Regions from separate parts of the Zea mays genome. Here region 1 is linked to region 2. A link is a contact called in public Hi-C data. All regions are on one chromosome and are shown on one strand. The core of a region is the stretch at or near the end of the contact, and the rest is flanking DNA. Distances in the headings are between cores, read along the strand shown.

Region 1 (2,700 bases), core at 87-2,586, 160 kb after region 2:
GAAGAGGGAGAGGATCAAGAGCGTGACGGGCTGGACTTGGGCCCCGCCCACGCGCACTCGTCCCAGCCCTCCACGGCGTCCGTGGCGGCCCTCCGCAAGAGCGCGCGCGCGCGCGCGAGGGACGCGGCGACGGCCAGCACGAGCCTCGCCGGCACGTGCGCGCACGCCTCCAGCCGCCGCAGCGCCTGGGCGTGGCCCCCGACCCCGCCCCGCCCCGCCGCCTCCCACCAGAGAGCGGCGGCCACGGCGACGCGCGGCGGGACGCGCCGGCGCGCCCCCGCCCCGAGCCCCATCCGCTTGGCCCAGGCCTCGAGCACGGCCTCGGGGCGCACGCTCCCGGCCGGCGCGCGGGCCCCACGCCTCGGCCGCGGCGCCGAGTCGGCCGTGGACACGCAGGAGCTCGCGGCGGACCCGTACCCGGCCTCGTCGTCCGGCGGCGGGGGTCCCGCGGCCGCGAGGCGGAGGCGCGTGCGGCGGTGCCGCGACGCGAGGAAGTTGGCGCCGTGCACCTTGGCGTCGCAGGCGGCGCAGAGGAAAGCCTCGTCCGCCGCGCAGTGCACGGCCGCGGGCGCGCCGCAGAGCTCGCAGCGGCACGACCCCTCGTGGCGGCGGTGACCCATCGCCGCGGAGCGGAGCTGAGCGGTGCTACGTAGGTTAGGTCCTTCGCTTCGCCTCTGTTTTGCGGTCCTGCACCTCGCGCTCGGCTCTCTCGTGCTGCTCTGCTGTCCGCTGCAGCGCTTTGTGAGAAGAGCGAGGGTAGATTCCTTGGAGCTTGGAGGTGAGGTGATGGATGGTCGATGGTGGAAACGGTTGGCTATACTAGAGCTCGGCGCGGCGCGTATTTAAGGAGGAGAGGAGGAGGCCGGGAGTGGGACGAGCGGTGCCGGGTCCGGGTGGCTGTGCCTGTGCGCCGGTGACGTCGTTGGGTGGAGCCTTCCACGTGCAGTCCGGAGATGGCACGCGACGCGGGGCCCGTCGCTCTCGCGAGGACGACGTGGAGGCGGCAGGCAGGCGGGGACGATCGCTCGCGGCTCGCGCCCACATGTCTCATGTATCGTCTCTCCTCCAGTCCAGTCCAGTCCAGTCCTCTCCTACCCTACCTCCCCTAACATGTGTGATGGCCGCGCGCCACCTGGGCTCGCGGATTTCCTTTGGCGCGCCTTCGGCAGTTTCTTTCTTGCTAACAACAAACGCGGTACGTACAACAACACAAGTGGCTATGGTTAGCCGAGGAGGAAACGGAGGATTGATTGAATGGAGCTAACTATAACCACAACCCCCCACGGGCCATGGACCGCTCGATGGGCTGGGACTGGGACCTCGGGGGAGTCGGTGGGCGCCTCTTGGCACGCAACGTAACGTACGTACAGTCGCCCTCGTCCACAAAACCTTATCGGGCTAGGGCCACTCGTTTGTTCAGAAATGGACTACTTATATAAATTGACTAGAAATTGTTTCACGCCTCCAAGGGAAGAAACGAACGGCCCCTGAACTGGCCTGCGTCCGTGGCACGTGAATGGGATGGAATCCGGCCCTTGTGTCTTTTGCTCGGTTGCGTGCACGTGCACTCATCTTCCTGGCACAGGACGCTAGATCGCCTGCCGCCTCTGCTTACGTTACGTTGCGGCAACGGAACGTTTCTGCTGCCTCTCCGCTCTGCCTCTGCCTGGGAAAATATCCGGGGGACTGGGCAACGGACCACTAGGAGATTGATCGCCCGGCCGGGCAGGGCAAGTCCGCACCGACTCGTGCCTCTCCGCCCGCTAATGACGACGTGCTGGTGGTAACGGTTCGCATGAAAAACCAGGGCCACGTCCCAGGGCCTGCGCGTGCCATCCGCGGGCGCCAGGCGCGATCTCGCCGCATGCGTGTACGAATATATGGGTTCTCTGGTCTTGGGCGGGCCACTACTTTTTTAGTGCTGTTCTACTGTGTCGATGCTCTTCTCGAAACTTCTACTGATTTACGTTTTTTTTTTTTTGCGTTTTAAAAGTTTTTTTTCACTGTTTCCTGCCTGTCAGCAGAAGAAACCTGTCATCCCTAGAATCAATCGTGCAATCAAACTTTTAAACCTTACTAACCCCATATATAAAAAAAACAAGATATACTTTACTGTCCCTTCTACCAGTGTATTAGAATTTAAATCTTAATCTATTCCATGCCAACAAAACGAGAAAATGAAGACAGATGTCTTATGCCCAAGAAATATAAAAAAATAGAGAAAAATACTTTATTCAATATAAAAAGATTTATTTTCTTATATTTTTTGAACGTGAGATAAATTAAAACCTAGATTCAGTATATTAATAGAGTAAATATTGCACGTATCTATAAATATTTATTTCCATTTTTTACATCAATTTGTTTGCACGGATCTACGATGACTTGTTGGCTCTTGGAACACAGTGTCACTTTTTTTTTACGTGAGGAATCAAACGTATTACTTGTCTTTGTTGACGAAGAAAGTGTAACTGGGAGCAAAATTCCTCCATTTCCTTCGTCTCAAGCCTCAGTTTCCACGATCGTCGTTAGTTTAAAATTAGTTAGCTCTATATTTATTTTACGATAGATTGGAGTATATAATAAATAAATGATCCTAAACAAAAGTTAGTTGTACATAATATTTAAATATTAACTGTATTATATTTAGAGATATAAATGCCGGTGTCACATTTTATAAACCTGGTTAAATTTAAAATT
Region 2 (2,700 bases), core at 152-2,651:
AAGAAGTATAGACAGTGGCAGGCAAGAAACGAACGAGCAGGCCTCTTCTGGATGGCTACAAAGACGAGGTCATGAAGCATTACCACAAAGATTTCTTGGTTTGCCAGGATGGCCAATGGCTTCTGCAAGGATGGATGGGGCGGGTCCTCACTGCCCACACGACATGGGTTGCGAACGGAGACGCCTCTTCTGGATGAAGCCGAAGCTCTCTATTTAGACCAAAGACCCCCCCTCCCTCCCCCTTTGAAGATATGTTTGCTGGAAGCAAAATAAGTCCCGCATATGTTTGCTGGATATGAGCTTATAAGAAAGTTTTGCTACCATATCAAGGAAAGAGACACTGGAAGCAAAGATGAAGCGAAAGAAGATATTTTTCTTCCTTCTGCTAATGAAATGATACACAACTCTCCTGCGTGTTCGAGAAAAATTTAGATCATTTGCTATTTGTGATAAATAATTATTCCTAAAAAATAAACTTATGAAATTGAAAAATATCTTCACCCGATCTTTCTACCTGCGTCTGTAAAAGTTAAAATTTAAGATTGCTATGCTGAAGTTTCAAGAACAAAATTGATATGTTTTTGAATCAACTGGAATTTAATTTTGTGCGCTCTGTTTGTACATATGCATCTACATCGATTGGTGTGACTGATTAGAACAACATATATTGTATGCTCATTAATTATCGCGATAGTCTCATGCACATCTAAAGTATTTTATTACTATTGCTCCAATCTGCCAAAACTCGAGAACAATTTATATAAAAGGTATATAGCAATTTACTCAAGAATTCTATTGTCTCGTCGCGCCACTTATTCTAGTAACATCTAGGTTGTGTTTGGTTTGACTTTTGGCTTTGGCTTTTGCCCCACTAAAAGCCAAAAGCCAACTAAAGGACTGGATCCAGGAAGCAGCTTTTTCTAAAAGCCGACTTTCTTGTAGTGCAAATCTGAAAGCACCCTTGGACCTACTTTAAGTGGATTTTCGGATGGAACTATGAAAACATATATCGAAGAATTTTTAACGACTTTTAGTGGTTTCCACCAAACGGATTTTAGCTTTTTAACAGCTTACAGCCTACAACAGCTTTTTCCACAGCTCACAGCCCACAGCAACTTTTTTCACAGCCACAGCCCAACCAAACAGACCCCTAAGCTAGAGGTGGGCGGTAGCTAATGTTCTGAATAACCCCTCGTACATATTTCATTATTACGGAAATACCCCTGAGATAAACCGGCGGACACAGCCTGCGGTTTGCCGGTTTCCGTCCAAAACGGACGTGTGAGTGTGGGACACGCAGCCGATTCTGGACCGACTAGTCGGCTAGCTGGCTACTGACTTTTTTACGGAAAAGCCCTTGAGTAAATGCTATATCTACCGACGCTCCCCACTCCTCTTCCCAAATCCCAACGATCCCCCAACCTTCGCGACGCGCACACCAGCTCGCCGTCGGACGCAAGCGCTCACAGGCTGCTGCTGCTCCGTCTCCCGGGCGCCAACTCTGACTCCGTACGCGTTACGTGAAGGCATCCATGGCACGCGTGCTCTGCTCCCGGTCAGCGGTCCTGGCGCGCCGCCTCGGGGCCCAGCCCCAGCCCCAGCCCGGCGTGGTTCTGAGCCGCCGGCACAACCACACTCGCCGGCGCGCGGTGAAGGTTCTTGAAGAGGACGCCGCGGGGCCTTCTTCACCTGCGACGGACGCCTCCGAGCAGTCCCGGCGGTTGGAGGAGGCGATCGACAGCGCCATGGCGCGGATGGCCGAGCCCGACTGGGCGCCCTTCCGGCCCGGGACATCCTACTTCGCTCCGCCCCGGCCCGCCGGCGCGGCCCTGGGGGTTCTCGCGCTTATCGGCCACGCTGGCGGGTTCATGGGCTCCTCGGCAGCGCCGAGGCGGGGACTCTCTGCCGACGAGGCCCGCGCCGTCGCCGCCTCCTCCCGCGGTTACCCGTGCTCGACCTATTTCATCGAAGGTATCTGACTATTTGGGATCTCCATTTCGCTATTCGGATGTGCTCAATTCTGAACTGAAACGCGTGCATAAGAACTTCTAGAAATCAGAACAATTTCGAGACATTTTATCGTTATGCTTTGTTTCTGCAAGGAGAGATTGCGTATAATATGTTGGATGTATTGCATCGAGCCTTTAGGCCTTGTTTGGTTATTTCAATTCGATGTGGATTGAACTGATTGAGTTGTATTTTGACTTGCTATGGATCTAAACCTACTCAATCCATATGGAACAAGTCTTTAGAGAGAATATATAGGAGTACATGACTTGAAGACAAGAAGGCTATCCTAGAGATAAGGAAGATTATCTTAGATACAAGGAATGTTATCTTAGATACAAGAAATGTTATCCAGGATTATAATCAATCCTAAACCAACCATATTAGTAGTTGCCTAATATATTATAACATGCCTAATATACTCTAACAGTTTCTATAGCATCTGCCTTACACGGAGTATCGACATATATGCAGGCTGCTTTCCAGATGAAGTGGAGATCCCAAATATGGATGCCAATCAAGTTCAAGAGGAATGAATGGATGAGCTATGTTATTGCACTGGATGAAGGGGGTCTGGAAAAGGTGTCACTTTCATGTCATTTAGTGGTGTCATGAAGTAATGAATTCGTGAGCTACTTGTGGGCAAATCCAGTGCCGAAGGCTCCCCACATGAGTACCTTCTGGAGAAAGGGC

The links. A called contact is a pair of places that touch in the nucleus more often than the background predicts.
Region 1: a contact with region 2 is called in a Hi-C map of endosperm, with 3 times the contacts expected there. The contact joins the promoter of LOC103629679 here to the promoter of LOC100192574 in region 2. A contact is called at or near these places in 5 of 25 Hi-C or Micro-C datasets (bundle sheath, endosperm, leaf and 1 more).

Annotation. Positions count from the first base shown.
Region 1 is chr6:104,430,217-104,432,916 of Zm-B73-REFERENCE-NAM-5.0, forward strand. It overlaps LOC103629679 (Putative B-box type zinc finger family protein), which reads right to left and starts at 1,337. Exons shown (of 1, transcript XM_008650796.4): 1 at 1-1,337. The coding sequence starts at 620. The coding sequence ends at 15.
Region 2 is chr6:104,274,368-104,277,067 of Zm-B73-REFERENCE-NAM-5.0, forward strand. It overlaps LOC100192574, which reads left to right and starts at 1,402. Exons shown (of 2, transcript NM_001165645.2): 1 at 1,402-1,971; 2 at 2,482-2,700. The coding sequence starts at 1,533. The coding sequence ends at 2,543.